2 separate regions of the Mus musculus genome follow, and region 1 is linked to region 2. The links are chromatin contacts, called in public promoter capture Hi-C maps. All regions are on one chromosome and are shown on one strand. The core of a region is the stretch at or near the end of the contact, and the rest is flanking DNA. Distances in the headings are between cores, read along the strand shown. Region 1 holds the start of Tifa (TRAF-interacting protein with forkhead-associated domain). Region 2 overlaps Camk2d (calcium/calmodulin-dependent protein kinase II, delta).

Region 1 (4,081 bases), core at 626-3,125, 980 kb after region 2:
AATGGACAACAATAAGGTATAATTAAAAAAGACAGCCCAATTTAGGAACGAGAGGCTTAAGACCATTTATTTCCTGCATGTCTTCTGGGGGCTTCAGAAGCCTCCACAAACTGAAGTTACAGAAACAAGAGGGCACATTTCTGTTTGGCTTTTGCCCAAGTCGAGGCTTCAGGCTACTCATTCTGGACCTTCTGTCTTTGTCCAGAAGTGTAGCCAGCGGAGATTACTGGAGCGATACTGTAGCTATCTGAACTGAGATAAGCCAAGGCCAGTAACTGCAGCGCCAGCCAAGTATCCCTCAGGCCTGGAAGCAGAGGAACTCTCTCTCAGGTGCACACTCCTGCCTGATTCTTGCTGATCACATGCTCATCTTCGGTTTTAAGATCCATTATTTTTTAACTAGTTGTCAGGGTCAAGCAATTGTGACCGAGATTAGATTCTAATGTGGACCTGCATGCTTACTTAGAGTCTCTTTGGGATCAATCATGCCTGACAGTTCTGGAAAATAAAGAGCATGCCCTCTAGCATCCTGAATTTTAACCTGTATCTTCTGTCAGTGTTGTTAATAGCCCCTACTTAAATATTAATAGTATAAAGTGAAGGTTTCTATGTTATTTCTCTACTTGTGTTAATGCACTTTGACCATGTCCATCACTTTATTACTCCCTTATTCGTCACATTTTTTTCACATGTTCTTCAACTCAGCTTTGAAGATTAAAGAGTTCAGATGGAGCACAATCATGACGCTAGGATTCACAGGAGGCAGAAGGGTCTTGACTTGGAAGCTAGCCTGAGCTACATGACAAAACCTTGTCTAAAAAGAAAACCGTTAACAAGAAAGAGATCTGAGAGCAGAAACTCCGATTTTTATGTTACTTTATTGCCTGGGTTTATTTGGCACAATCACTTGGCAATGTCTTATCTTGTACCTGCTTTGATACAGCTCAATCGAAAGAAGATTCCGTGGCTGTCTCTTCTTCCAAGAAGGAATAATAAACGTTGATCATTAACCAACGAAATTACATCCCTTACTGGAATCTGCCTCACTTAAATGTACTTAAGTCCTTTCCCAGCCGAGGCTTCCCAGCAGAATTGGGGGGGGGGGGGAGGCCCTCCAGTAGACTGACAACAGTGCAGAAGCCACATCATTTTATTGTCCCAGAAAAAGACCTACCTCCCCTGACATTAAGGACAGAGTCCAGACAAATAAACAGTTTCCATGGAAAGACTGTGGGAATTGCTATTCAGGTTCCCAAGCAGAGGGGACGACGGAACGGACAACTAGAACATCCTTGGCAACTTCTACAGTCACTCTGGTTCTCTTCGCTCTGCTCTCCATCGCTCTTCTCCCTAAATAGAAGCCCTCTCCTACCTCTCTCCACAGCTGCCTTCTGTATTTCCATCCCAACCTCCTTGAACTTCGGAAATTAGTGTCCGGGTATCCAGTCGGTCCTCTGAAAGACCCTCACGAGGCTGTTGCCCCTGTCACCACTCAGCACTAGGTGTTGGGCGAAGAAAGGTTGGTTAGCCGGAAGTGACAGGTGAGGAGGCTTCTGGACGGCTTGTGCGCAGGGTGGCAGCATCCCGAGGAAGGTTCCAATCCTGTCTGGCTGGACTCTCATCCGCTCCCCACGCCTCGGGTTGAGCAGAGAGTAGCCACTGCCTCCCAAGGCCCGAGATCAGGCGCACATTCTTAGGGTCCCCAACGAGTCCTCCAACTGCCTGCTGGTCCACCACCCCACAGCAGCTCTTAATCTGGAACCGACCCAGTTCCTTTCTTCTCAAAGCCCAGCTCCCGGGTCACATGCCATCTAGAGCTGCCTCTTGTTGGAGAAGGTGCGGTCGCCCCGGGTGCCCGGCGACTCAAACCCGGTCAGTCAGGAGACCTCAGAGAGGCGACAGGGGGCAGGGCTTCCTGTGGAAAAGGGCTGGACGGCGGCGGCAGCCTCTTGCCTGGCTCTGCGGGGCTTTCCTCCCGGCAAGGGCTTTGCCGAGGTCACTCGCGCGAGGCCGCTCTTGGCGCGCCCGTGGGAGGCTCGGTGGCGTGGGAGGACCAGCGACCTGCGGATTCCTCGAGCTCCCACGGCGCTGGCAGCGACGGTCCCCCACCCCCACCCCTATCCCCAGGCTTCCACCAGAAGGCTCCGCAAGACTCACGGACCTCCAAGTCCCCAGGTACCTATTGGTCACCTGTTTAGCTTGAGAGTGGGGGACTGTCGCTTGCCTGCTTCTCTCTCTCTCTCTCTCTCTCTCTCTCTCTCTCTCTCTCCCTCCCTCCCTCCCTCCCTCCCTCTCCCTCTCCCTCGCTCTCGCTCTCTCTCTCCTTGGCTTGGTTTACAGGCAGTCTTGCACTATATACTAAGGAAAGGTTGAAAAAATATATAGCCAGCGCGATCTTAAGCTTATGAAATACGTGATCTTTATAAAATAAGGGAGGAACCGAACAATACTGGGGGAGGGGAGCGGTGTGTGTGTATGTCTTTCCTCTCCTATTCTTGCAAACTTTTCATCCAATCGGAAACTAGAAGGATGCCGCTTGTGCATTCTGGCTCACTAGCCGACATCCCGGTCCCCCGCCGTCACATGCTGTTATTGAACTTGGGAAATATCCCAGTCCGGAGTGCACAAGCCTCTTCCAGACCCACCTCCCGGCCGTAGCCGGGTCACAGGAAAGCCCAGCGTCGTTGTGATCCGGGATTTTCCAATTTTCCCAGAGGATTCGCATCCGGTTGCTGGGAGAGGCTCCGTGGGGGGTCCGCGGCCAGGGAGGGGAGTGGGGCCGGGGTGGGGATAAGAAGTGGAGGGTGGGCAGAGCGAGAATCGCCAACGCTGGAAAGCGCTGAGCTTGCCTGACGCTCTCCTCTCCGTACTTGGTTGCCCCCACTCTCTCTGAAAGATTGGGAACCAGAAAGGCTGCTGAGTCGGCAGTGCAGGTCTGCTTTGGTGTAAAATTCGCGGACAAATGTCTTCTAAGACACCCGGTGGGGCCATGGCAACTGAGGGAGTTGGGCAAGAGAGTAAAATTATCTTTTGTTTCTTCCAAGTTTCTCTTCCCCTTCTGCCAGCTCGGTGTCGGGTGTTTGTCAAGAAGAGAAGCTTTTTTGCAAAAATAAAAACTCCCTTCTTGTAATCACAATCGCTAGCATATCGACTCAGAGGAACCTCCATTTACAGCAAATTCTAAAAACGTGAGAAACCTTGATGGCATGCGTGACCCCTACCCAGGGGAGCCGTGCAAACTTCCCTTTAAACCGTTTGGACACCTGGCTCATTTTAGTAAAAACATCTCTGCGTAGCTTCTCATCTGTGGTATTTGCAACCAATCAGCCTTGTGCAAAAACAAAGCCCGGTAGTCCTTCACTGGTTTCACAGGACACAGGGGTCAGTTAGGAGCAGCTTGTCCCGCGTGCGCAGCTGGGTTGTCAGTGCTGCGGTGTACCTAACACACCGACACAGACCCCTCTTTTTTCTCCCAGGAGAGGAGACAAGGCTCAGGAGTCCTGATCTAGCTGTGGCCACTGGAAGACTCTCAGGTGAGTGTGTGCATCTTGGTATCCAGCACGCAAAGGGTTAAGCCTGGAGAGTTGGGGGGGGGGGGGTTGGAGGAATTGTGTGTGTGTGTGTGTGTGTGTGTGTGTGTGTGTGTGTGTGTGTAGGGGGGGGTGAAGAGCCATGCCTTTGGCTCCTGTCTGTAGCTTTTCATTTCCTCTCTTTCCTTGTTCTATAATAGTTTCTTTGTTAACCGATTATTACTGTTCCCCAGATGTTCATGTTTGACAACTTTGTGATGTCAGATAACAGAGTAATATACTGTGTAACACACGCATTGCCAAATGATACTTTACTATCGCTAATTCTATTTTATTCCACAAAAATATGATGGCTTATGGGTTTTGTAAAGAAAAAAAAATTGTTAGATATTTGAACAGATCTTCCTGTACCTGGTGTGCCCTGAGAAATCTCTCTTCTCCTGGCCCTTTGGTTCCCCTTCCCAAGACAAACATGGTTACTACTGCAGTCTGTTGGCCTTCTGTGTATTTGGTATTTAAAACTAGCAGAATTAAAAAAACTTTTGTTGAGC
Region 2 (4,277 bases), core at 297-2,796:
TTGTGCGTTATACAATAAACATATACAGCACGAAATTTCAGAATTTCTTGCTATCATCCTCCTCATCTTCAAACATAACAAGTGTGTAGGTATATTTTTTTTTCTAAAACACATTGTTGCTTTTCAGCTTTTCCATTGTCCTCTGTTGTCACAGTGGTTTTGTTGTTGTTTCTGGTTGCTTGTTTTTCAATTCCCTGTTATTGATGATATCGCTGGTGGTGTTGCTGTTTGCAGTGAATTTGAAGAGAATCGGGGAGTTCCACTTTTTGTTAAATATGTTTGCTGTCAATCTATATGAATTACAGTAACATACATTTGAGTAAGTTGCTGAATGAAGACTAATGTGCTCTACCTGTTGTAAGTTATATGTATACTGTGTTCATACCAACACTCACATGTCTGAAGGATAAAAGGAGATATGCTCTCTATATATTCTATGTCTAGCTTATAACTTGGTATACATTCATTTTCATATTTAAGGGAGGAAAATGCATCAGATAAGATACTGATTAAGTCACAGGTCTTTTCCTTACTCTAATCATTAACGTTGAAGGATCAGGAAATATATTTCATCTCTGGATCAATATTTAGTTGACCCATGTTGAAAATGTGAAGTGTTTTGTGTCGTCATCTGGTGTGTACATTAGTGTCATGACACTGGAGATGTTCTAGGTCCCCAAAAGATTTGAGGTAGTCAGGACCAGCACATATGAGAATAATCCCATTAATGGCACTATCAAATGAAAGACCAGGCATAGCAGCTGGTGTGGACACTGCCGTAATTGTAAGGGTTGCTGCATGCTATTTATTGCTTATATGAATTCATTTTCTTTAAGTGCATGGGATTAACCTTCATTTTGAGATTAAGTCTGAATGCTACATCACATTAAAGAAATGCATGGGTGTTTTTCCCCCTTTGGTTTTGTATGTGTGGAGACTCTGGACATTAGCTAGTTTATCTCTTTGGTTTAAATATTATATATGGTATATATGCATATAAATAGATGGCTTTCTAAAAATACCAAATCTATAAATGGACACTGACTGGAATTTTTTTTAAACTATCCTCCAAACCCTGTTTTCCATTCACTGAACATACAGCTATTAACTGGAAGGTTGGTCCCAGTTATTTTCAGCTCTGGCCTTTAATCATTCCAAGTGGAAAATGAGTACTTACAAATACTACAACATATCTTTACTAGAAAGCGTTTCATTACTGAAGTGTAATAAAAGCCTTTATGAAGCTCCTGTAGGAAGTGTCTCCCCTCCAGCAGTAGCAGTACACTTGTGAATGTGCTTGCTACTCCCCACCTTCATTTGCAGACTCTCAATGATCTTTTGTCTTTTCCTTGTGGGAAGAGATTTTGTAACCCGTTCTGAGTTAAGAAAGAATGAAAAAAAAAAAAGAATGAATGAATGAAAATAAGTCTAACTGACCTTGAAAACATACTATGCCTTACGATCTCAGTGTCCTAAAGATAAACCTGAAACTTTGTGACAGCTGTGCTCAGCCTGGCTCAGCTGGATAGTCCCAGCTTCTGATGAAATGAGCGCCCTTTCTCCACACAGGTGCAGGGTAGACAAATAGCAAATTCTATACTCAACACAGTGCCCAATGCAAAAACTTGCTACTTTTGAGGTTCATTAGGGAAAGAAAAAAAAAACATGTATTTTAAATTTAAAATTTATTCTGCTGAAATATTCCACTTCTCCTAAAAACACACTGTATGAGGCACTGTAATGTGAACTCATGCAATTCATCTTCAAATAAACTACATACTTCTTCTGCTTCTACAAATCACCTGGATTTATCCTGCATCCGTGACTAGGCAACCAGAGTGCTCCCTTTGAAATGTTTGCAGCATATGACATCTTGTTTCTGTTGAAAGTCACTTGACATATGTGTCCATTTGCATGTCGGCATATGCACACAGCCTGCTGAAGAAGTTTGCATGATCTGTATGCATCACCAGCCAAGTTTGTCATAAGAGCTAGCTCTCTGTTTTGTGAAGCTTAAAGCTGTGTTTCCCTCTGCACAGGAGTCAACTGAGAGCTCAAACACCACCATTGAGGATGAAGACGTGAAAGGTAGGCTTGAGGCAAAGAGTGGGAAAGCCCTAATTCACAGAGCCACATCCATCACAGCAAAGCTTGTTCACTTTAAACTAGGAAGAAGATTTATCCCAAAAGAAATTCTTTTTTGTTTTGTTTTATGAATACATTATTCTGGATAATGAATCACTCTGTGAATATGTCAGCTTTTTCACATTTCATGTGATTTAAATTTAAACATGTGTTCTGTGCAAGCATATTGTTGACATTGCAGCTAACGACTGATTTTAAACATGTCAGTCAAAAGTTGAATAAAATATATATACATTTTATATATATCATTAAAGCTTGTATAGAAAACTGTATTCAAGATTATATTCTGAAGAAGTGTTATGAAAATATTCTAATAATTTTTAACGGTCTCCATTGAATATCAATGGAGCTTTATGATTTTGGGAGCTTTTTGGCTTGGGTTTCATAGACTTTCTTAATATAGCTTTGACATCCATTTCATTTTGTTTGCCAAAGCTATCAAGCTATTGAAATCACAGAACCACCGCACAAACATGCTCAATATGTACTTCAGGTTTACTCTACTTCCTCTGACCACATAGTTGGTTTTGAAGTGTTAATTTTGCTCCATTTTCTTGTGCAGTTTTGTGTTCTTGCTGTAGCTCAGTATGTATAGCTTCCTCTTTGCTTGGGTAGAATATATTCTGAAATATTATTATAATAATAAAGATATTTAAAATAAACATTTAAAGGAGGGTAAAATATATTTGAAGAATTGAAAAAATGTGATTCATCCATTAGCTAAATCTTAACTGGGAAGTACCTTTTGTAAAAATGTCACTAAATTCTATAATTCTTTAGGTAGCGTTAATGAAATAGTCTCGAAAAACATATGAACTTGTGTTATAGAATAAATAACCAGTAAGTAGATCTCAGGTCCAGGAGGAAGATGGACAATTTAGGAAATGAAAATGGCTGCAGGCCACAGTTGGCAGTCACCTCTGCTGCTCCTTTTCTTCTTGGTTAAGTAGAGCACTGGCACTGTTCAGGCATACTCTCTGTATTACTAGGGCACTTCCCTACTTCTCTTAAAGAAAGACACTCATTGTTTCTTAGAGTGCAAATGTAGAGATCAGTGTCAAGGCTACGATTAAGTCTACGCCTCCCATTTTTGCTGAGTCATTGATATTACGTAAAAAACATATGTGTTAACCAAATAAACAGATGCACCATTTAGCTTTGCCAGTGATTCAGGAAGGATCATCTTGTGAATGTTTTAGCATTAGCTCTTCAGTTAAATAAAATGTTGCACATGGTTTTGATACCAGCTTAGGTAAGTGTTTGGTGGACACTCCCAGAGAGAGTCTAGGTCATTGTGCACCAGAACAAAGAGCTGAGCCAAGGCTGATGCAGCTGAAGTAAAGACCATTTATTTGAGAGAGAGAGACAGACAGACAGACAGACAGACAGAGACAGAGACTTCCAGCAGAGGAATTAGGCCAGGGGAGAGAGAGCTCAGAGCAGGAGTAGCCTGGCTTCATGGAGGATGGAGATGTTGTATGTTATGGAATGTGATCTTTCTGTCCCTATTGCATTGCCTGATTTTTTTTCACACATTCTCTGTTGCATGTAGTTCTATATACAGCTTCATGTATTCCATATTATAATGAACCATGGGCCACTTTAAACACTGTAAAACTCTTCCTATGAGTGGCAGGGTTCTGCTGGCCTCAGCTAAGGGTATCCTGCCCTCCTCTTTGCCAGCTACTGTTTTTCTCATATGTTATTTTTTTTTTTTTTCAGTCTTTGCTGAGGCCTACAGGTCTTAGCTTCCACCCTGCTCCCTGGTCTCTATTTTTAATCAAGTGTCTGAAAACCTATCCGTTATCCACCAGAGGAGCGAATATTTAAATAACTGAGTATAGCGAAGGGAATCCCAACACCTCAGTATATGTAGTTCATCCACCTAGGACATTTTCACACCTTGGTAATTATGAGAATGGCTTTAATTTATAATGTTTCTCATCTGAGTTTGACTTGAGCTATTAAGTACTTGCTCAGGATAACTCTCTCTTTCATTTATCTACATATCAGTGTGTCTATTACAGTCTCTCAGGTGAGCATGGGAGCACACACCTGTAATCCCAGCACTCAAGATGCTGGGGCAAAAGGACACAGAGTTTAAGGTTAAAAGTGGATATAAAATGAGGTCT

What was found. Promoter capture Hi-C pulls out the DNA fragments that hold promoters and counts their contacts.
Region 1: a contact with region 2 is called in a promoter capture Hi-C map of pre-B cells, with 4 times the contacts expected there. The contact joins the promoter of Tifa here to the enhancer-like site in region 2. A contact is called at or near these places in 2 of 39 promoter capture datasets (the C10 cell line and pre-B cells), 1 of 484 Hi-C or Micro-C datasets (pre-B cells) and 3 of 115 datasets of contacts at active chromatin or transcription factors (bone marrow-derived macrophages, large pre-B cells and pancreatic cancer cells).

What each region holds. Positions count from the first base shown.
Region 1 is chr3:127,787,997-127,792,077 of GRCm38.p6, forward strand. Tifa (TRAF-interacting protein with forkhead-associated domain) reads left to right here and starts at 1,876. Exons shown (of 3, transcript NM_145133.4): 1 at 1,876-2,175; 2 at 3,477-3,533.
Region 2 is chr3:126,808,600-126,812,876 of GRCm38.p6, forward strand. Camk2d (calcium/calmodulin-dependent protein kinase II, delta) reads left to right here. Exons shown (of 21, transcript NM_001346635.1): 16 at 2,040-2,088. Among named protein-coding and RNA genes, the nearest start is that of Gm15551, 140 kb to the left of the region's middle. Within about 2 kb of position 1,547, at least 26 of the 459 cell types and tissues checked have an H3K27ac peak or open chromatin away from gene starts, as enhancers often do. A contact at or near this core is called in pre-B cells, where this site is marked.